2 separate regions of the Sus scrofa genome follow, and region 1 is linked to region 2. The links are chromatin contacts, called in public Hi-C maps. All regions are on one chromosome and are shown on one strand. The core of a region is the stretch at or near the end of the contact, and the rest is flanking DNA. Distances in the headings are between cores, read along the strand shown.

Region 1 (4,364 bases), core at 662-3,161, 170 kb before region 2:
AGGAGTGGATTCTTTTTTTTTTTTTTTTTTTTTTGTCTTTTTAGGGCTGCACCTGTGGCATATGGAGGTTCCCAGGCTAGGGGTCCAATCGGAGCTATAGCCACCCACCTACACCACAGCCACAACAACACCAGATCTGAGCCATGTCTGCGATCTGTACCACAGCTCATGGCAATGCTGGATCCTTAACCCCCTGAGCAAGGCCAGGGATTGAACCCACAAGCTCATGGTTCCTCGTTGGATTCATTAACAACTGAGCCATGACGGAAACTCCAAAAAAAGGAGCGCATTCTGATACTTGCTACAATATGGATGAACCTCAAAAAAGCATGCTAAGTGAAAAAAGCCAATCACAAAAGACCATGTACAAAGAGTTCCCACTGTGGCACAGTGGAGTTGGCAGCATCTCTATAGGCAGGATGCAGGTTCGATCCCCGGCCTGGCACAGTGGCTGAAGGATTCAGCACTGCTACAGCTGCAGCATAGGTTGCAACTGTGGCTTGGATCTGCTCTTTGGCCCAGGAACTCCATCTGCCATGGGTGTCGTGGAAAAAGAAAAAAGGGGGACAAACCCCACATACAGTATGATTCTGTTTATATAAAACAGCCAGAAAAGGTAAACCTAGAGAAGCACAAAGCAGCTGGGTGCCTGTCTGGATCTGAGGGTCGGCGGGGGAATGGCAGCAAGTGGGCAGAGGCTTCCTTTCCGGGATGAAAATGTAAACTGAGATTGTGATGAGGATGGCCCAGCTGTGAACTGACCAAAATTCATAGAATTGTGCACTTCAAACAAATGAATATTTGGGGAATGTTAAGTACACCTCGAGGAAGCTGTTAACGAGAAGGCCTCCTGGACCCAGAGAGGTAAGTGAAGGCCCCCCCAACCCTGGGTAGACCCTGCCCGAGGGTGGGACGGCCCCAAGCAGCCTTCTTCATCTGTAAAGCAGATACAGGGACTGCCAGGGGGGTGGCTGTGCCCACGTGTACCCCCTCCAGGCCATCTAGCTGAGGACAGACCCCAGGAGGGAGGAGGCAGGGGGGCCAAGGGAAGGAGCACTGCTATTTGGGGCATCAGCTCCTTCTCCTGCCTCCGAGTGAACCAGCCAGAAGGCTTGGGCAACATGAACTTACGTAGGTGCCAACTGAGACAATGGACCTGGGACCAGTCCCTACCGACCCCTACTGTCCCCCAGGGTCAGGGACACCATCGGAACTCCAGCCCTAGGCTCTCTGGGCAGAACAGGAGCCCTCTCCCCATGAGATGCCCCACCAGGGCTCGAGACCAAGGGGGCACTGGCAGTGTAGACGGGTGGTTATGAGCACAGGCTCTGGGCTCGGACAGCCTGGTTCAAATCCCAGCTTGGTCACTAGGTAGCTGTTTCATACCCAGCCAGTTTCATCACCTCTCAGAGCCTCAGCTTCCTTATCCCAGAACTGGCCATCGTGTGCCAGTGCCCGCATCGGGGACTCTGGCAGGAGTTAGAGCAGAGGACACAGAACGTTCTGAGAGCGTCATCCTCTGTTTGCTGTGACCTCCTCCTGAGCAAGCTCTCACATCGAAGGCGGGGCTGGACAGGTGGGAAGAGACCAACAGGACTGTGCAGCCCATTAGACTGGAGAGCTTGTCCTTTGCACCCCAGAACCTCGAACAGAGGAGGAAGGATGGAGAAGCGGATCAGAACCCTCCTGGAAAGCGGCACAGCTGCTGTGGAACAGTCAGGTGGTTCCTCCCACAGCGGGACACAGCGTGACCCTGTGACCCAGCAGTTGCCCTCTTGCGTACGTACCTAAGAGAACGGACGACTTAGCCCCAACGCAAAAACTCATACACATGTTTGTAGCAGCGCCATTCACGGGAGCCGAAGAGCGGAAACCACCCAGATGTCCATCAACGACTGAACGAGCCAAATGGAATGTGTCCAGACGATGGAGGATCATCCACCATCAAAAGTCCCGACACGGGCCAGGACACGGACGAACCTTGAAAACGCGAAACGCAGCCAGAAACAAAAGGTCACGTAGTCCATGATTTCATTCATATCAAAGTCCAACTCGGGACATGCAAGAAACAGAAAGCAGATGGTGGGGTCTGGAGCTCCAGAGAGGGCGGAGGGGAGGGCGGAGAGCTAATGGGTACCAGGTTTCTTTCTGAGAGGTTGAAAACGTTCTAAAATTGACACTAGGGATGGTTGCACCTGTCTGTAAACACACTAAAACTCCCTGGATGGCACCTGCCAATGGCTGAAACGTATGGTGCGTGATCTATATTTGAATACGACTGTTTAAAACAGGAAAGAATCTCAGTTTGGACATCGAAGGATCTTCAGGCCCACTGGGTCCAACTGTGTCCCCACAGATAAGGTCACTCAGGGCTTCCTGGCACCCGCTGACCCAAAGGAAGGGTGTGGCGGGGCGGGCACTTAGCCTGGGCAGGGGGAGGCAGGGGCACAGGAACAGGGCACATCTCTTGCTTGACTATGGTGAGCTCTATGCGGACCCCTGGCCCCCACCTGACCCCGATCCTTTGAGGAGCCCAGGGTCCTTCTTCTCTGCCGAGATAAAGGGGTGGTGGGGGAAGTCGTTTTGACATCTGCTCTGGGCCACTCCGCTCAGAGGCCCGAGGCTGTCTTCTCTCTGCTCTCCCTCTCCCCAGGGTCCAGAGAGCCTCCTGGGCTTTGGAAGAGGTGCTCTGGGATTGGATGGCTGTTCTCGGCTGCTCCCCCAGCTCCTCAAGGGCCCCCAGCGCACTGAGATGATCCCGTGAACCCCAGGACACACACCGAGGCTGTGGCCAAGGGGTGAGAAGGAGGCGTGGGCTCGAAGATCACGTCCCCACAAATGGGTACATGCTTTTACTGGGGCCTAGATCTTTCCAGAGGAACAGGGAGGCCCTGGGTGGAGGATGGGAGGGGGAGGACCTAAGGGTACAGGGTGGAGTCACCCCGGGGGCAGAGAGAGGGCAGCAGGGGAGGGAGAGGTCTCGGGAGCCACCAGAATTGCCCTCAGCTCTGAATCTAAGAGCCCAGAGAGGGTCCCAGGAAACGCTCTAAGCCACCCTCTAAGCTGCCCCTCCCAGCCCTGGATCCATCACCAACCAGAGGCACCAGCCACCCAGTGGCTCTAGAGCCTTCGGTGGCTCCCCAGCACCTCAAACCTCATCTCCACCCCTGCCTTAGGGGCTTGGTCCTGGACCCAGTCCTCTGAGGCCTCCTTGGTTTGCTACAGGCTTTTCCCAGCTGCCTCTCCCCTGCTTCCCCGAGTAAATTCTATTCAATTTTCAAAACTTCCCTCCAACCCCCACAGCAGTCACCCCTGACAGCCTGCAGGAACACTTTTCCTCATCTTTGTTCTATGCAGATGTGAAAGGCAAACTACAAACTGAAAACTATTCACAATGTTTGATAAAAATGCTATTATAGCTTATTTTATTTGTTGTCTTTTTAGGGCCACACTTGTGGCATATTAAGTTCCAAAGCTAGGGGTCCAATCAGAGCTACAGCTGCGACCTACACCACAGCTCATGGCCACACCAGATCCTTAACCTATCGAGCGAGGCCAGGGATCGATCCTGCATCCTCATGGATACTAGTCAGGTTTGTTACCACTGAGCCATGGTAGGAACTCCTTGTTGTTTATATTTTAAGCAAAAAAGAAAAAACAAAAAACAAGGCCTATAATGGTGAATATAGCACGCTTTTGTATTAGACAAGAAGAAATAAGAATATCTATATCTACCTTTTTTGGGTTTTTTTTTTTGTTTGTATTTTTTATGCCTGTACCCACAGCATATAAAAGTTCTCAGGCAGGAATTGAACTCTCACCTCCACAGTGACCCAAGTTGCTGCAGTTAGGTTCTTAACTCACCACGCCACAGTGGGAATTCCCTGTTATATTTATTTTTGCAAAAAGAAAGGAAAATGAACAGAAACTGGTGAAAATGGTCACGCAAAGGAAGCTGGTTGGGATTGGAGTAGAGCGGGGAGGGATGTGAGTGGCATCCCTGACCTCATTTTATTTGTGTGTTGTTTTATTCTCTGTAAATGAGATAAGAGGAAAAGAAAGCAACCCCCCAATATGAATCCAAAACAGAAACAAGTGAACCCAAGTGTCTATCAGATTGATAACCACACTGAGAAGAGTATTTCTCAGAACTTTTGAACACAGTGATCGGACTGCACTTCCTCAGAGTGATACATTCTAAGGACAAAAAGAAATGTGAAGGAATCTTAAACAGCACCCATGGGTTTTTTAAAAATTGAAGTGAAATTCACAAAACATAAAACTAACCCATTGAAAGCTTACAAGTCAACGGCATTTAGTACATTCACAATGGTATGCAACCATTGCTGTTATCTAGTTCTAAA
Region 2 (4,459 bases), core at 888-3,387:
ATTCCCCCACCCCTCCAAAAAGCTTTGTTTTTGAAAATTCCTTTTACTACTATTTTTCTAAACTTAAAAAATAGAGGGGGAGGAATCAATTAGGAGTGTGGAATTAAAATATACACATTATTATATATTAAAGAGATAACCAGCAATGGTCTACTGCATAGCACAGGTACCATATTCAAAATCTCATAATTACCTAATGGAAAAGAGTCTACATATATATGTCTGTGTGTGTGTGTGTGTATATATATGTAACCAAATTACTCTGCTGTACACTGGAAACTAACATAACATTGTAAGTCAACCATACTGCAATAAAATATTTTTAAAAAGAGAAAAAAGGAAATAAATAATAAAGGCTACCAGAACTAAGAAGCCCAGAAGAACTAACTAGAGATATCTAAGAAAAAAATCCAGCTGAAAATGCCAGTTGAATCAAACTTGAGTATCCTGAGCACTAGCTCACCTGCCCTGCGGGAAAGGACTATAAAGTCAAATCACAGGTTTAAGTCTGCAATCGCATCATTTCTTTTCATTTCTTTTCTCTCTCTCTCCGTTTTTTTTGTTTTGTTTTGTTTTGTTTTTTTTGGAGTGGGGGAGCATGCCAACAGCATATGGAAGTTCCTGGGCCAAAGACTGAATCCAAGCCACTGCAATGACAATGCCAGATCCTGAACCCACGGGCCACAAGAGAACTCCTATTTCTTCTTGAAATATTGTTTTTCTCGGAGTTCCCATCATGGCTCAGCGGTTAGCAAAACTGACTAGGAACGATGAGGTTGTGGGTTCGATCCTTGGCCTTGCTCAGTGGGTTAAGGATCTGGCATTGCCATGAGCTGTGGTGTAGGCTGCAGAAGGGGCTCGGATCCCGCGTTGCTGTGGCTCTGGCGTAGGCCGGTGGCTACAGCTCCGATTCAACCCCTAGCCTGGGAACCTCCATATGCTGTAGGAGTGGCCCAAGAAATGGCAAAAAGACAAAAAAAAAAAATATATATATATATATATACACACACATATATATATTGTTTTTCTCTTAAAATCACGTGGCCTCAACGAGTTTAGAAAAACCTACTGTCCTATAAATACAAACAGGGATGACACTTAAGAAGCAGACTTCCCAGAGCTCCTGTCACGGCTCAGCAGTGACAAACCCGACTAGTAACCATGAAGACGTGGGTTTGATCCCTGGCCTTGCTCAGCGAGTTGAGGATCTAGCATTGCCCTGAGCTCCGGTGTAGGTCAAAGATGCAGCTTGGAACCTACACTGCCATGGCTATGGCGAAGGCCAGCAGCTGTGGCTCTGATTCAACCCCTAGCCTGCATCCATATGCTGCAGGTGCGGCTCTTTAAAAAAAAAAGTCAACTTCTCAATTCTCTCACCATGCGAAGTCAGGTTCGTTACCACTGAGCCTCTACAGGAACTCCTTTAAAATTTTTTAGGAGTTCCCATCGTGGTTCAGTGGAAATAAATCTGATGAGTATCCATCAGCGTTCCCTGCGTGGCTCAGCGGAAATGAATCTGACTAGAAACCATGAGGTTGCAGGTTCAATCCCTGGCCTTGCTCAGTGGGTTAAGGATCTGGTGTTGCTGTGAGCTGTGGTATAGGTCACAGACGCAGCTCGGATCCCAGGTTGCTGTGGCTCTGGCGTAGGCCGGCAGCTGCAGCTCCAATTGAACCCCTAGCCTGGGAACCTCCATATGCCGCTGGTGTAGCCCTAAAAAGACAAAAGGAAAAAAATTTTAAAGATACCTTTTGTCAAGCATTCTACTGGCTATTTGTTCCCTAATATTTCTTCTGGGTTCTAAGTATTATCTCTGCTGAGATAAGTACAAACTTATTCTCAATTAAAACACTTGAAAAATTTTTTTTAAAGTTAGTTAATCCTAAACTACCTCATTGGCTTGCTCAATATTTTAACCAAATAGAAACTCCTTTCAAGTGAATATTAATAACCCTTCTCACCCATCCCCTCATCTCCATCTTCAGGTCTGGGCTCTAGAAGGAAGCGAGTCACCCCACGCCCTGGAAGAACACGAAAGCCGACTGTGTGTGTGATTTGGCAGCCTGCACCCCGTGCAGTTGGGAAACCGATTCTAAAACCGTAGCTGAGCGTCCGTGGAATGGAACCAAAGTAAACTGGCCGAGGGCCTCCCTCCCTGCTTAGGCCAGACGGTTTGCAGGCCACTGCTCTGGAAGCCTCCCTGCCCTTTTGAAAGAAAATTAAAACATCTCATTGTATGCACACCTCACACAAACCGGCCATCACACTGACTCGCTGGAAAGATTTGACAAAATGCCTCACGTGTGGATCAGCTGACCGGACGATTTTCATTTTAACATGTGAGGAACTGCACGAGGCAAGCCAAATGCCAGTTAACACAGCCAAGGACGTCCCCTCGCTGTGAATCACAACGAAAAGCGCGCTCTTCCAGGCCTTCCATCTGCAGATATCAAAAAGCCACTCGGACCAGTGCTTGCACGAAACCTTATTTCTATTTCAGGGAAGAGGCGCAACAGCTGTCATTGGCAGAAGATGCTCAAGCCCTGGGTCACGTTCCTCCAGGCCTCCTGGTGGAATATTCTCTCTGCACTCATTCTCAAATGGACAGACACTAACTCTGTCAAAGAGCAAAATGAAAATTCCCATGTGATTCAAGGGCCAATTTCACACCAGGATTCGACCCTAAAAAACGGCATGACTCAAGTTCACATTCTAGATGCCATAAAACAAAGGTTACCCTTTTGGGCACCTGTCAGGTTTTGAACGGTCGACGATTATACGGGTGATGCTGCTCCTCTCAGCTTTCCGACCTGCCTGGAAAGACCCAAGGGTACAGCACGGCGAGCTCCGGGGTGTTGCCCTCAGCAGCCTGCATGGCTTCAGCTCAGCATCTTCCCAGGCTCCGTACAAAGCCTTTAGGTCCAGGAGTTCCCGTCGTGGCGCAGTGGTTAATGAATCTGACTAGGAACCATGAGGTTGTGGGTTTGGTCCCTGCCCTTGCTCAGTGGGTCAAGGGTCCGGCGTTGCCGAGAGCTGTGGTGTAAGGTCGCAGACGCGGCTCAGATCCTGCGTTGCTGTGGCTCTGGCATAGACTGGTGGTTACAGCTCCGATTGTACCGCTAGCCTGGGAACCTCCATATTCCGCGGGAGTGGCCCAAGAAATAGCAAAAAGACGACCAAAAAAAAAAAAAGCCTTTAGGTCCAAAAACGCCAATGACCTCTGCTGCGTGTCTGCTGTGTGGCAGGCAGAAAAAGCCATCTGCTGACATCCTTTTCCGACCAGGGTGGTGTGACACTTGACCCAGACTGTGTGAGAAGGCTGTCAGTCACAGAAGCACTTCATTTCAGACACAAAGCTTCTTAGGAGCCTTAACCTGGAGCACTTAGCAAAACGCGTTTCCCCAGACCAGCAAAATCGGCAGTCAGAGAGAAACACAAGGTCCCCAGGCCCCACCTAAGCCCTTATAGACTCAGAACCTGGGAACAGAGACTCACGGGGTTCACAGAAAAAAAGAGTATGTTCCAGGCTGTGTTCACTGCCGTGATGGACGATTCACTGGTCAGCTGGATAATAATGCCTTGGGCCAACTTCTCCAAAAAAAAATATGAGTCTTAATGACTTGTTTATAGTAAATCATGCTGGCTTAGAAAAACACAAAAGTGTTACCACAAACACCAAAGACCACCTCAAAATCCAGGAGGCAAAGCCATAAGGCTTCTACCACTCCCTGAGACCAGGAGGTTAACTGTGGTGAGAAACTTAAGTTCTCTGCAAGAGATAACGTGGGGGAAATTATTACTGACAGCTATTTTTCTCTTTTTTAAGAAGAAAGTAAAAAAAACCAAAAAACTTAAACTACTTTCTTGGCAATTCATTGGCAAAAGTCCAACCTGTTTCTGTGACTTGGCCACAAGTCAATGCCTCCAGCATCGCAAAGGTTAGCCACTGATGGAGCACTCAAAGCTGGCCAACACTGGAAGGAGGAACACGCACACACAAAGAATCAGACCTCTCCAGCCGTATCAGAATTCCCTGACCTTACCAGTGAGGTTCAGACCCAGATTCTGACGACCACAAAACACACGAGGCAGGTCCAAAGAAGTTCACTAATATCAAAGGTTATTCTTTGATGACACAATAGCTTGCCTTGGACTCTGGCTTATCTGAACCATTCCCTGGTCGTCCAGTGAATAAAAAAGGATTGCACAACAGCGCCAGTATTAACCCACATAATGCAGCCACCGTGCTGAAGACAACAAAAAGCTGATCTTCAAAATGCACACAAGAAGTCCTGAAGGCGAGTCAAAAGTACTTTGCACAGAGGCTCACGCCTCTGGGAACCAAAAAGACCATTACAGTTCTTCACCACTCGGCAGGACCCAGTCTCTGCATAAAGTCAACAATTCCACTCAGAAATGACAGAAAACACTGAGTTTTGCTCTGGCAGCACCCCGTTCT

The links. A called contact is a pair of places that touch in the nucleus more often than the background predicts.
Region 1: a contact with region 2 is called in a Hi-C map of liver, with 4 times the contacts expected there. A contact is called at or near these places in 3 of 47 Hi-C or Micro-C datasets (embryonic fibroblasts and liver) and 1 of 2 datasets of targeted methods (skeletal muscle).

What each region holds. Positions count from the first base shown.
Region 1 is chr3:28,843,473-28,847,836 of Sscrofa11.1, reverse strand. No RefSeq gene overlaps it. Among named protein-coding and RNA genes, the nearest start is that of MIR365-1, 63 kb to the left of the region's middle.
Region 2 is chr3:28,677,334-28,681,792 of Sscrofa11.1, reverse strand. The region is part of intron 18 of PARN (poly(A)-specific ribonuclease PARN); the gene reads right to left. Among named protein-coding and RNA genes, the nearest start is that of PARN, 63 kb to the right of the region's middle.